Linked DNA regions of Sus scrofa: region 2 is linked to region 1. Evidence: chromatin contacts called from public HiChIP or PLAC-seq data. All regions are on one chromosome and are shown on one strand. The core of a region is the stretch at or near the end of the contact, and the rest is flanking DNA. Distances in the headings are between cores, read along the strand shown.

The links. HiChIP or PLAC-seq counts read pairs in DNA pulled down with a chosen protein or histone mark.
Region 2: an H3K27ac HiChIP or PLAC-seq map of alveolar macrophages shows a contact between it and region 1. The contact joins two enhancer-like sites. A contact is called at or near these places in 1 of 47 Hi-C or Micro-C datasets (fibroblasts) and 1 of 2 datasets of contacts at active chromatin or transcription factors (alveolar macrophages).

The regions. Positions count from the first base shown.
Region 1 is chr6:70,545,423-70,552,693 of Sscrofa11.1, reverse strand. It overlaps KIF1B (kinesin-like protein KIF1B), which reads right to left. Exons shown (of 46, transcript XM_021095324.1): 6 at 6,947-7,125; 7 at 6,269-6,380; 8 at 2,373-2,450; 9 at 1,321-1,386. Among named protein-coding and RNA genes, the nearest start is that of KIF1B, 54 kb to the right of the region's middle. Within about 2 kb of position 4,148, at least 4 of the 83 cell types and tissues checked have an H3K27ac peak or open chromatin away from gene starts, as enhancers often do. A contact at or near this core is called in alveolar macrophages, where this site is marked.
Region 2 is chr6:70,686,771-70,694,041 of Sscrofa11.1, reverse strand. It overlaps PGD (6-phosphogluconate dehydrogenase, decarboxylating), which reads right to left. Exons shown (of 14, transcript XM_003127557.4): 8 at 6,420-6,609; 9 at 2,966-3,096; 10 at 2,678-2,786; 11 at 2,654-2,675; 12 at 2,211-2,310; 13 at 1,966-2,088; 14 at 1,345-1,876. The coding sequence ends at 1,757. Among named protein-coding and RNA genes, the nearest start is that of APITD1, 11 kb to the left of the region's middle. Within about 2 kb of position 4,766, at least 9 of the 83 cell types and tissues checked have an H3K27ac peak or open chromatin away from gene starts, as enhancers often do. A contact at or near this core is called in alveolar macrophages, where this site is marked.

The sequences.
Region 1 (7,271 bases), core at 2,899-5,398:
CGCAGCAAAAACGAATCCGACTATGAACCATGAGCTTGTGGGTTCAATCCCTGGCCTCACTCAGTGGGTTAAGGATCCAGTGTTGCCGTGAGCTGTGGTGTAGGTCACAGACATGGCTTGGATCTGATAACTGCTGTGGCTGTAGTGTGGGTGGGCAGCTGTAGCCCCAATTTAACCCCTAGCCTGGGAACCTCCAAATGCTGTGGGTGTAGCCCTGAAAAAAAAAAAAAAGAAAAGAAGTATCTTTTACTGCTCTTCAAGAGGTTCACAGGAGACTTCTTCAAGCAGCAATCCTACAGATCACTAGGAGAAGCAGCATATGATAACACAATGTGCAAGCTTCCTCAAGTTTGTTTCTTGCTCCCTTATTCATTCTCCAAAGCACACACCATGTTCCTTAAATCACTCTGGTGTGCAGTCTCACGATTCATAGGTCACCCTAAAAAGCAATTCTAAATTCCAGAGCTAGAAAACAAATAGCAGGAAGTTTTTGGAAGGTTCCATTCCTACTTATGCCTCCATACATCCAGCTGAGGATTTAAAATCATTACAATTGATTCTATAGCTACTTCATTTCTGCCAAACTTCACCATACCTTGCTGGTGCAGTTATCCTACAGATGTGAAAGCATTTAAGAGAATGAAAACACAGGATAAGCCTCCAAATAGAAAATATTTTGTTTAAATTTTAAGTCATAAATTAAATATGACTTCTTAGAGACAAGCAAGAAAACATTCAATTCTTTGTAGGGATTCAAAGCAGGAATAAATTAAATTAGAACAGACAACAGTAGTCCCTTAGCTTCTAACCTAAGTAATGAAGCCCCTTATATAAAAATGGTTTCAGCTTTAGTGTCCCATTGCTAAGGTATAAAAAAAAATAAAACTATTTAAAAAATATATTATTGACCCACAAAATCAACTGCATTCACCAAGGCAAACTGTACAAAATATTCTAAAAGGTACAGTATCCTATGTAGAAAAAAAATCACATAAAAAAGAATATGCAATAAATATCCTTGGTTTTTATGAGAGATACAAAATAAGGCTCAAATGGTCAAAACTTCAGGTTTCTGCAAAGACCTAGTTCTAATTCTAGCTTTTACAGGCCTACATTTACTTTTATTTTCCTTAATCACTTTTACTTTCAGTACAAAGTGTGATATACCTAGTATCTTATCTGGAAACCTCTAAAAGGGCACAAGCAAGATTATATAAAAGGACCAGAAAAGGAGAGCCTTCATTAAACAATCATAAAATATCATCTAGTACATTTTCTGAACTGACAAATTTTTCCCTTACACTGAAGAATAATACTTACCACCTCTGCCAGGGCTGAAATGACTTTACCCAGAGTCGTAAGGGACTTATTAATATTTGCTCCTTCCTGAAATCAATACCAAACATAAAAGGATTACGACAAAGAATTTCTACTATTATCACATCACATATACTACATAAAATACAATTAGCCATATGCTAGCATTATTTGTTTTTTTATAATCACAAACACTAAAAACCTCCTTTAATTCTATTTATGTATTTCTTTTTTTTGCTTTTTAGGGCCACACCCATGGCATACGGAGGTTCCCAGGCTAGGGGTCCAAATGGAGCTACAGCCTCTGGCCTACACAACAGCAACATCAGATCCGAGCTGCATCTGTGACCCATACCACAGCTCATGGCAATGCCAGATCCTTAACTCACTAATCAAGGCCCCAGATCAAACCTGTGTACTCATGGATGCTAGTCAGATTCATTTCCGCTGAGCCACGATGGGAACTCCGTAACTCTCAATCTTTCCTTCTCTCCACTTCTTGACATACCAGGACCACCTGCCTAACTCACAGTCCTAAAGTATCATCAAGATGTCTGTCCTCCAAAAACTTACAGATGCAGCCTTTCCCCCACAACTCACTGACATGAAGTTTCTCCTCCAGTTAAGCATGTCTCTAGAGAAGTCCAAGTTCTTTCCCACATCTGGATCTTGTGTATCCTTTTCCCATTACTGTCCCTGAACTTATATCTAACCAAATTCTGACTGTTTCTCAAAATACAATTCTATTTTCACCTTGAGCAGAAGTCCTCCTTAACTATTATCACATATCTTTTCATTGAAGTTACAGATCAGAAGTTAGCACAACTTTTTGGTGAAAGGTTTTGTGGGTCATGTGGTCCCTGCTATAACTTCTTAACTCTATCACTATAGCATGAACATGGCCACAGACAATGCACAAACAGAGGCAGCTGTGTCCCAGTAAGTTGTATTTACAAAAATGGGCAGTGGATCGGATTTGGCCAATAGGCCATAGTCTGCTGACCTGTGTTATAGAACATTTACTGACTAGGCTATTTATTTGGTAAAATAAATACCTTTAATCGAGTCCCTTTGGCGCCAGTTGAATCAGCCCGTTCACTTCCAGCAAGATCCACCAAGCTGATTTTACTGACCTGGTAAAGAGCAGTAACATTGGGGAAATTAACAAATAAGCAAGGTAAAAGTAGAAAATACTTAGAGGCAAGAAATTCAAAGATTAAGGCATTGAGAACACTAAAAATATTAATTAAGCCCCTTGTATGTGGCTTAAGAAGACAGACTGTAGTCAATTTAAAGAGCAAGCAAAAAAAGTTTACAGCAATTATCTTGCTTTAAAAGAAGTTATTTTAGGAATTCCTGTCATGGCTCAGTGGTTAGTGAATCCGACTAAGAACCATGAGGTTGAGGGTTCTATCCCTGACCTTGCTCAGTGGGTTAAAGATCCAACGATGCCATGAGCTGTGGTATAGGTTGTAGATGGGGCTCGGATCTGGCGTTGTTACGGCTCTGGCGTAGGCCAGCAGCTACAGCTGCTATTAGACTCTCTGACTGGGAACCTCCATATGCCTCGGGAGCGGCCCTAAAAAAGGCAAAAAAAACAAAAAAACAAAACCAAAAACAAAAAACCAAGTTATTTTAGGAGCTCCCTTGTGGTATAGTGGGTTAAGGATCTAGGATTGTCACTGCAGCAGCCTGGGTTGCTGCTTTGGCACAGGTCTGACCCCTGGCCTGAGAACTTGCACATGCCACAAGTGTGGCAAAAAAAATAAATATAATTAATAAAATAGATAATTAATTTAAAGATAAACATATTTTAAAATGTCATAAAAAGACATAAAACTCATTAACCTATTAAATGACATGTTAAAAATGAAGCTTCTAGTTCTTTTGTGGCTCAGTGGTTTAAGAACTCAACTAGTATCCATGAGGATGTAGGTTTGATCCCTGGCCTCACTTAGTGGGTTAAGGATCAGGTGTCACAGTGAGCTGTGGTATAGTTCACAGACAGCTTGGATCCCCACTGCTATGACTGTGGTGCAGGCCAGCAGCTACAGATCTGATTTGACCCCTAGTGTAGGAACTTCCATGTGCCACAGATGTGGCCTTATAAAGAAAGAAAAAAAATGAAGCTTCTAGCAACTAGAACTCTCATACACTACTAATCCTTAAGAAGCTAAACCTACACCTACTTTAAGACTAAACCATCCTACTCCTAGGTATTTACCAGCAAAACCAAACACAAGTATCCACACAAAGACCTGTACACAAATGTTCATGGCATCTTCATTTGTGACGATCAGAAACTGGGAACAATTTAAATGCGTATCAACAGATGAATTAATGTGTGAACTGTGACATATCTACACAATGAATACTAATCAGCAATAAAAATGAATGAACTAATGATACACACAACATAGATGAATCTCAAAATCATTATGCTAAGTGAAAGAAGCCAGGCAGAAAATAGTATACACTACACGATTCTATTTAAACAAAATCCTGGAAAGTCTAAACTGATCTATAGTGACAGAAAGCAAACCGGGGACTGCCTGAGGGTACAGGAGAGTACAAAAGGGCATAAAGCAACTTTGGGAGTAATGGAAATTCACATTATCCGAATCGTGGTATTGGTTTTACAAGTACACAGCAGTCCTCCCTTAGCCACAGTTTCACTTTCCACAGCTTCTGCTACCTACGGTCAACCACAGTCAGAAAACAATAGAGAGAAAATTCAAGAAATAATTCGTAAGTTTAAAGTGCGTCATTCTAGTAGCATGATGAAATCTCACCCCGCCCGGTCCCGTCATGCCCAGAACGTGATCATCCCTGTGTCCAGCCTATCCCATGCATTAGTCACTTGGTAGCCATCTCAGTTACCAGGTAAACTGCTGTGGTATCACATTATTTTACTTAATAATGGCCCCAAAGTACTAGAACAGTAATGCTGGTAATTCAGATATGCCAGAGACACCTTAGATAAATTATTTCCTTTAAGTGAAAAGATGAAAGCTTTTGACTTAAGGGAAGAAAAAAAATCGTATTCTAAGGTTGCTAATGTCTACGGTAACAACGAATTTTCTACTCATGAAATTGTGAAGGGAGAAGAAATACATGCTAGTTTTTCTCTTGCACTTCAGGTGGCAAAAATTATGGTCACCATGCGTGATAACTGCTTATTTTTAGTTAAGATGGAAAAGGCGGGAGTTCCCTTCATAGCTCAGTGGTTAATGAACCTGACTAGGATCCATGAGGATGCAGGTTTGATCCCTGGCCTCGCTCAGTGAGTTAAGGATCTGACGTTGCCGTGAGCTATGGGGTAGGATGCAGATGCAGCTCAGATCCTGTGTTGCTGTGGCTGTGGCGTAGGCCAGGGGCTACAGCTCCAATTTGACACCTAGCCTGGGAACATCCAGACACCATGAGTGCAGCCCTAAAGATCTTTGTAATAGCCAACACAATAAATCTAACTTCAGATTTAGAAATCTAGCTGCTGCTACTCAGGAATACAGACAGAATAGAAATCAATATAAACTTATTATTAATAGTAGTAACATAAATTTATTCTATGTCAGGCACTAATATATCTACTTAACTTATATTAATACTTGTTCCTCTTTACCAGTTATATGAGGTTAGAGAAACTGAGGCACACAAGTTTAAGTAACTTGCCCAATATTAGTTGAAAAATGGCAGAGCCAAGATCTAAGGCAAGCGGTTCAATTTCAAAGTCTACTACACACACACACACACACTTTTTTTTTTTTTTTTTGGTTTTTAGGACTGCACTCAAGGCATATGGAGGTTCCCAGGCTAGGGATCTAATTGGAGCTACAGCTGTTGGCCTATGCCACAGCCACAGCAACACAGGATCTGAGCCTCGTCTGTGACCTATACCACAGCTCATGGCAACGCCGGATCCTCAACCCACTGAGCGAGGCCAGGGACTGAACCCTCAACCTCATGATTCCTAGTTGGATTCGTTCCCACTGCACCACAAGGGGAACTCCAAAGTCTAATATATTTAGCCAACCACTGTAGAAAAGGAAAAATTAACAAACCCAGGTATTTGAAGAACATCAGAAATGCTGTGCAGTTTTTTTCCCCCAAGAATAAAACATCTTGTCCACTTGCTTGCTCAGTTTAATTCCACATTAACATTATCAGAGCTCAAAAAAGTAAAACATACATAGCAGAGAAGTTAATGAAATAATTAAGAGGTTCCAGTCAAGAAGAAAAGGATTTTCTCTGTGCTTAACTCTCTTGCACAGAGTATTTGAGACTCAAAAAAGTCTTGTATTGCTTTTTCTTAACCCTACTTTCTTTTCTTCTTTTTAGGTTCGCCCATGGCATGTGGAACTTTTGGGGCCAGGGATGGAACTCATGCTATAGCTAGAACCAGAGCCACAGCAATGACAACAATGGATCCTTTACTCACTAGCTACCAGGGAACTCCTTAACCCTATTTTCTGTCTTGCAATTTCACTTAAGAACCCAGATTCAAAACTGGTTTAGAGTGGAATAAAAACAAGCAGAGGAGTTCCCATCATGGCACAGCAGAGACAACCCGACTAGGAACCATGAAGTTGTGGGTTCGATCCCTGGCCTTGCTCAGTGGGTTAAGGATCAGGCGTTGCAGTGAGCTGTGGTATAGGTCGCAGGTGCAGCACGGATCTGGTGTGGCTGTGGCTGTGGCTGTGGTGTAGGCCGGCAGCTGCAGTTCCAATTAGACCCCTATCCTGGGAGCCTCCATATGCCTCAGGTTCGGCCCTAAAAAGCAAAAACAAACAAACAAAAAAACCCAAAAAACAACAAGCAGAAAGTATAAAATACTTTCCATAAAGTAAAAGGGCAACATTCTTCCCTTCCACAAAATGCAAAAGGTAGCAAAAGAGACTTTTGAAGATCCTCGTTCCACACAACTCCAGCCCAGACACTGAAATTTTCCTACCTTCTCAGTGGAAAGGTTGGTCTCATTATCAAGTTTCTTCTGGGTAAAAACAATGGTAAACACAGCATGGGAACGGCTGCTTGTTTCATTCATGTTGGTGGCTGCCACTGTCCTAAAAAAAACAAAGGTGACCATGTGACAATGGAGTTCTTAGATGAACATTAAAAGGACAGTAGCCTCCAAATCATAAGCATAACAATCATAAGCGACAGCTTTAAACTTATTCAGATGAAAAGATTGTCACTTTCACAAAAATGCTCTCAATATACCTTATTTGTTTTACCCTCCAACTCCAAAGGCACCCCATCAGAATCATTTTTCCTACTCCAGCTATACCTTTAGTAATCACTGAGGCATTTAATTTTTATTTTTCATTAGGTGTTCATTTATTCCAGAATCAGTTACTACCACAGGCATGGGATAACCAACATTTCAGCACAACTTGATCAAAACCTAGTAGTAAAACTTAACCAAACTTCTAAAATGTTTCAGCAATTCAATGTTTGGATGAGAAGAATACCAAATATGCTAAAGCCCCTGCTTCTCCAGCATAGCCAAAGGGTCAGGACTCCACAGTTAACTTTCATAGCTATAAATGTGGTCTCAAATCCTTAAGCAGGAGCAAAGGGCCTCAAAATGTACCAAAGATTTCAGCCATTCCTCTGTTTCCCACCATACCTGGCTTTGTTCCCAGCATCCATGAGGTCAGCAATGTCTGTGTAGGAAGTGACTGCCAACTTTGACAGATCCTCCACATATGGGCCAAGAAGTGGATGTTCACGCACACGCAAGTTGCCCTTGTTTTTGGGATTTAGCAAGTCTCGTACTCTTTCACAGTAAATTTCCATGTAGCTCACCTAGGAACATATTTTTAAAGTAATTTAGGACTTAGAAAAAGAAATCTTAAACATTAAAAAGATTTTGAAATCTTTTCATCTTTTAATTTTTTTTATTAAAAGCTCTACAATTAGGAGTTCTTGTTGTGGTTCAGCAGGTTAAGAAT
Region 2 (7,271 bases), core at 3,517-6,016, 140 kb before region 1:
CTTAAACAGTATGCCCCGTGGCCGACACGAACTCAGCCCGCAGAACAGCTGTGTGACGTTGGTATTCGCAGCACCCGCTTCTCCAGATAAGCAAGTCCCCAGGCAGAGGTTAACATGTAGCATGACAGCGAAGTAGTGGTGGAGCCAAGTTTTGGGCCCAGGCTCCTAACCAGTAGCCTAGGCTGCCTTTGCTAGCGCTAACGGAGTTTTTTATTGATAGATTTTTCAAATAAGTTACAGGGTATAATATTCAAAAGCCATGAAATCATAGATAGTAAAAAAACGTCTCCCTGTCAAGGACCTAGGCCAAGGACTGGTCTATCCTTTTTTTTACTTTGTCTTTTTATCGCTGTGCCTGCAGCATATGGAGGTTCCCAAATCAGAGCTGTAGCCACTAGCCTACACCTACACCAGATCTGAGCCTCGTCTGTGACCTACACCATAGCTCACAGCATTGCTGGATCCTTAACCCACTGAGTGAGGCCAGGGATCAAACCTGCAACCTCATGGATGCCAGTCAGATTCGTCTCCACTGAGCCACAATGGGAACTCCTGTTCTTTTAACAATAAAAGTAGCATCTGTTTATTTTGCCCTTTCTGTGCCAGAATGGCCACGCCTGGGAGCTTGCTAGAGACGCAGAGTGTGCCCCACCCCAGACCTGCCGAATCAGAATCTACCTCCCCACCAGGCAGATGAGGGAGGGGTTATGGCAGTGGTGTGTCCTCTGAAGATGTTTGTCTTAACTGCATAAACTTGAGCAACAGAGGCGCCCCACTAGGAACTTTCTGAGGGCTGCCTTGCGAAGTGCATTCCCTGGGGAGTGCCGAGGGGCGACATCTGGTTTCCAACCCTCAGAAATACCGCTGCTTCAGGCACAGGCATTCCCTGAAGTGGTGATGATAATAATTACCATTTATACAGGCGCTTGTCACGTGGCATGTTGGCCTGTTTTCACTAGATCATTCCTCACAACAGCCTGAAGGAGGCAGGCGAGATTATTACCCCCACTTTACACACGAGAAAACTGAGGCCACGGATACTAAATAATTTGCCCAAAGTCATACAGCTGTTAAGTCATAAGCCAATCCCCTCACGTGTGACCATCTCATCCTTCCCGCCCGAGTTTATTACCCAGCTTCCGCGTTTCCGGTGTCATGGTTGGGGTCTTTCTTTTTTTTTAAAGAAAACAAAGAGGGAAATATTTAACAAGGCCAGAAGGAAATAAACTCATTCAAATATAACGAAACTGGCTCCACATCTTTCTGCCAGTGAGGCCATGGTTGGTGTGGGTGAGGTGAGAATAGCTAAGAATCTGGAAAAAAGCATTTTCAATATGATTTTCCTTTTTTTTTTTTTTTACTTTTATTAAGTAAAGGGAAAGGGAATTCAGCTGCATGATACAAAGGTTCCAGTTTGATCAAATTCCATAAAAACCTTTCCTACCCATGTGGTGAGAGCCGCTGCCTCTGTCAGGGCAGACTCCCCCTGCCTCCCTAATCCCCCGGGGACGCGGGGACGCTGCCTTCCGGAGCTGGCGAGAACTGTCCCACACACACTGGGATCCTGCTCGGCCCGCAGAGGCGTGCTGGTTCTCCTGGAACTGCTTTGCAAGTAAACTTGGGTTGATGTTGCAGAGGAGTCTCTTCTGACACTGTTTTAAAAGATGTGCGCAGAAGGCAGGGCAGGGGCCGTGTGGACAGTGCGGTGAAGATGGAATGTCCTGGGCTGTGGCGGGGCGGGGGCGATGGACTCCGGTTAGGCGTTGTACGAAGAGGAGGACACGCTGCCACCGTGGCCTGTCCAGTTAGTGTGGACGAAGTGTCCAGGCTTGGCCAAGAGTTCATAGGTGTGAGCCCCGAAGTAATCCCGCTGCGCCTAGAAAACCCACGAGGTAGGTTAGGGGACATGCGGCCCCGAGCCTGGGCCACCCCTGTTCATGGTCACCACCCGCAGCCAGAGCTCACCTGGATCAGGTTGGCCGGCAGCATCTCGTGTCTGTACCCGTCGTAGAAGGAGAGGGCAGTGGTGAAGCAGGGCATGGGGATGCCTGTCTGGACGCCGGTGCTGACTGCCCGCCGCCAGGAGTCCTGAGCAAGGGAGGCAAAGCCGCAGGCTAGTGCTTAGCACTCGGGAAAGGGGACAGGTTTTCACACGTAAGTGAAAAAGCAGGTGCCCCCACGGCAAAGGCCAGCGAGCGCGCAGCACGCACCTGGCAGTCCTCCACTGCCGACTTAAAGAAGTCATCCAGGAGCAGGTTCTGCAGCCCGGGGTTGCGGTCAAACGCGTCTTTTATCTTGCCCAGGAACACACTGAAAGAATCGAGAGGGAGGAAATCAATCCTCACTGGCCTCACGCCTGGCGGGAAGCAGGGGGGCGAGCTGGAGGCCGGCAGCTACCCTGGCGCCGTCCGAAGTCCCCATCCCACCCCCGAAGCTCACTGCACGTGCCACACACACACGCAAGCCATGGTCCCCAGGGGTGAGGGCAGCGCCTGACAGTGCTCACAGCTACTTTAAAAGGGGTGGTGTGCACACACGGGTTAGAATAGCTGCCGTCCAGGAAGAAAGGGAAACAGCAGCCTGGTCACCAGGGAGCCCGCGAGAGGACGCCCTGTGCCAGGTCCAGGGAAACCGCTCCCGAGGACCCCCTCACCTCCTGATGATGCAGCCCCCCGCCACATCAGGGCGATGCCTCCGTAGTTGAGGCTCCAGCCAAATTCCGCGGCTGCCTGTCTCAGCAGCATGAAGCCCTGAGTGTAGGAGATGATCTTGGAGGCGTAGAGGGCCTGGGGAGGACACACAGGCTGCAGCGCGCGCGGTAACCCCTGCAGTGCGCATCCAGGACCACACCGCAGAAGAGGCCGCACGCTGGATGCAAGGCCGAGGCCAGACCACCGCCCCCTCCAGCCCCAGGCCGCTCCCCACAGCAGCCCCAGCCCCACTGCCACTGCGGGACTGAGCCCACCTTTCGAATGTCCTCCAGGAAGGATTTCTTGTCTCCTGAAAACTGGATCTTTTGAGGCCCTTTGAGCTTTTTGCTCGCTTGAACCCTCTCGTCCTTCAGGGATGATAAGCATCGAGCAAAGACTGCTTCTCCTGTGGGGGGAGATGTGTCACCAAAGTCCACGGGACCCGAGGGGCAGCACACACGAGCCAGGGCACGAGGGAAAACAGGAACAGAGCAAGATTCCCAGTTTACAAAGAGCCCACGTCTCAACCTTAGGCCACAGAAGTTAACCTGGATCAGAAAGAGCTTTTATAAAAAGCTCCAAACAGTTAATTTGAAAACTGAAACTCAAGTCAGTCTTCCAATGTGAACACAGGTTTTTTTTTTTTTGTCTTTTTGCCATTTCTTGGGCTGCTCCTGCAGCACATGGAGGCTCCCAGGCTAGGGGTCGAATCGGAGCTGTAGCCGCCGGCCTGCGCCAGAGCCACAGCAACGCGGGATCCGAGCCGCATCTGCAACCTACACCACAGCTCACGGCAACACTGATTGTTAACCCACTGAGCAAGGGCAGGGACCGAACCCGCAACCTCATGGTTCCTAGTGGATTCGTTAACCAACTGCACCACGACAGGAACTCCAAGAACACAGGTATTTAATCACCAAGATCACCATGAAATTCAGAGGACAGTTTTAAGGGGAAAAAAGGAAATGGGAAAACCACTGTTATTTAGAATTACTTGGAGTCCCCATCGTGGCTCAGCAGTGAACGACCCCAACTAGGATCCGTGAAGATGCAGGTCAGAGCCCTGCTTGGTTAAGGATCCAGCATTGCTGTGAGCTGTGGTGTAGGTCACAGACGAGGTTTGGATCCTGTGTGGCTATGGTGTAAGGTGGCAGCTATAGCTCTGATTCAACTCCTAGCCTGGGAACCTCCATATGCCTCGGGTGTGGCCCTAAAAAAGCCATAAAAAATTTTTTTAAATTATATATAGTATTAGTGTTGGTCTACCAGTAAAAAATTCAACTGGGAAGACTTAAAATTTTAGATGCTCACCAAACACTATTTTCTTTTGACACACGAACAGCCATCACTTTGAAACAACTAGTACACGGACAAGTAACACAGACGTCACCCTTCAAAGAACCCCACTTTCTAATTATTACCGTTTACAGCTTCGGTGTGTCCATGATGACCACTACAGTTCCAGTTTTACTTCATTTGAACAGAAAACATTTCAACACAGTATTTTACTATTAAGAAATTTAGAATCTTAAAAGTGATCACTTCTAAGAACTTGCCTAATTGACAACTTATATAATTAGAATAACCACTTTTCCCCCCAATGAGGTGAGATCTCTGGGACGTAATGGAGGCCTTTATTTTGAGGAACGGATTCTGGCCTCGGCTTGCAAAGGGGCATCCTGCTGTCCTCGTCCCGCGCTCTGGGGCTCCTGTGCTGCACACACACGATGACTTGGCACTCTTGGGCGGAAGCTCACCAGGACAAAAGGCACAGGAGGCAAGGGTGGCGAAACCTCAGTGTTACCTAAGATTAGCTGGAGACTTACTTCCCCATCAGCTTGGCAAACAGGAAGGCGCCCGGCCAGGGAGGCAGCCGCCTGCCATCAGCTGGGAGGGAGGGTACAAAGTCTCTAAATCAAGAGAGCAGGAATCTTTTTGAGGGTGTGATGCTCTTACGTTTGAGTCAGTCATGAATAAGCTGCTCGAGTTACTGTCCCCTCCACCCAAGGCAGTACTTGGAGCAGCTAAAAAGCACCAACTTCCTTCTCGGCAGAGCTGGACGAAGCAACTACTTCCCTCCTCGCTGTGCCCTCAGCCCTGCAGCTCGCTGCAGACAGTGAGGCTTCATCAGTGCAGAAACCCAAGGAAGGAGCCCGCTAGGGAGGGACAGGGAGCAGCAGGAGAGCTTGTCATGAGACTGCGGGGGGACACTTCCGCCGGGACCAAGATGAGCCTGCCTTCTTTTTCAATCTTGCCAGAATTGAAGGGTTCTGGTTTTGCGTTTTGGCTATGCCCACAGCATATGGAAGTTCCCAGGCCAAGGACCATACCCACACCACAGCAGTGACCCGTCACTGCAGTCACAACGCCAGATCCTTAACCCACAAGGGAACTCCTCTATTTTTTCTTTTTTCTTTTTTTGGGCCACACATGCAGCATATGGAGGTTCCCAGGCTAGGGGTTGAATCAGAGCTGTAGCTAATGGCCTGCACCACAGCAATGCCAGATCTGAGCCACGTCTGCAACCTACACCACAACTCATGGCAACACTGGATCCTTGACTCACTGAGCAAGGCCAGGGATCGAACCCACGTCCTCATGGATACTAGTCAGGTTCTTAACCCTCTGAGATACAATAGGAACTTCTGTTTTATTCTTGAAGAACCAATGTGTAGTTTTGTTAATGCCTTTATGGCCTTTGTTTATTTCAGCTTTGTATTATTTCCTTATCTCTACATTTCTTTGAGTTTGGTGCTTAGCTCATTAAGACAGGATGAAAAACATGGATGGAAAGATATACAGCAACTTCAGGGTACTTTTCTTCTAAAGAAGGGGAAGGAGCTTAGGAAGAGAATATTAAAGGACTTGCAATGCACAGGTAATATTTTACTTCCCAAATACCTGAGAAAAAATACTGCAAAATAAATGTTGAGTACCAAAGCTTTAAAAATTCTGTGAACTTTCATATGAAAAAGCCCATTACAGTTACCTTCCCTATTAAATTCTATTTTACGTCACTGACTTAATTAAATCACTAATGTTAAAACTATCCCACACATGGAGTTCCTGTCGTGGTTCAGCAGAAATGAATCTGACTAGCATCCATGAGGATGCAGGTTCCATCCCTGGCCTTGATCAGTGGGTTAAGGATCTGGTGTTGCCTTGAGCTGTGGTGTAGGTTGCAGATTGTGCTCGGATCTGGCATTGCTGTGGCTGTGGTGGAGGCCAGTTGGCTACAGCTCCAATTCGACCCCTAGCCTGGGAACCTCCATATGCCACAGGTGCGGCCATAAAAAGACAAGAAACAAAAACCTATCCCACAGAGTTCCCCTGTGGCAATGGGTTAAGGACTGGCATTGTTATTGCAGCAGCTCTAGTCACTGCTGTGGTGCGGGTTCAACCCATGGCCTGTGAACTTCCATGTACCGTGGGCGTGGCTTCCCCCCCAAAAAACCCTATCCAAAAGTCAAACTGGTTAAGACAGTAACTTTTGGATTTATCTCAGAGCTCATACGACAGGAGGACTTCCAAGAAGGGCTTCAAAAGCAGCTTCAGCCTCTCACGCTAGTTCATTCAGCTGCAAGAGCAGAAGGGGCTCAGAAAGCCGACTAGGGCTGAACAGATTCTCTGGACAACCGTGACTTGGCTGCCAGTCTACGGCGATATTCCAGAAGGACGTCAGGGTCAAAACAGGGAGACGAAAGGGTTCAGAGTGAAGCAGCGTGTTACCAATGAGGGTGACGGGGACGCCGTACTCCAGGGCCGAGATGGCCGTCCACTTCCCGGTGCCCTTCTGTCCCGCGCTGTCCCTGATCTTGGGCAGCAGGTGCTTGCCGTCGGCATCCTGGAACTTGAGGATGTTGGCCGTGATCTCAATCAGGAAGGAGTCCAGCTCGGTCTTGTTCCACTCCTCAAAGGCCTGTGTGCAGGACGGGGGCCAAACAGCATGAGAGGTGAGGCTCTGCCGAGGCCTCCGTGGCCGATGCCTCCCTCCTGTGGGAATGAGGACCCGGGCTCACAGCGGGCTGACACGCATCTCCCCAGCGCGAACACTCTCCCCTCAGCAGTGTCTGCTTTCAGCCCATTCATGCTGATTTTCTGATGAGCAGCCCTGGGCTGTCTCAGAGCCAGATGCGTCCACCCCTCACCTGGGTCACCTTCCTCCATCACCCAGACTAGATCTGCCTCTCACACCCGTGTACCTTACTGTATGTAGTAACCATGGAGTTCCCATCCTGGCTCAGCGGAAATGAATCTGACTAGCATCCAGGAGGACGCAGGTTCGATCCCTGGCCTCCCTCAGTGGGTTAAGGATCCAGCATTGCCGTAAGCTGTGGTGTAGGTTGCAGACACGGCTCAGATCTGGCATTGCTGTGGCTGTGGTGTGGGCTGGCAGCTGCAGCTCTGATTTGACTCCTAGCCTGGGAACCTCCATATGCTGCGGGTGCAGCCCTAAAAAGACAAAAATAGTAATCACGGGAGTTTCCATTGTGGCTCAGTAGGTTAAGTACCCAACTAGTATCCATGAGGATGCCTGGCTTCATTCAGGGGGTTAAAGCATCCGGCACCGCCATGAGCTGT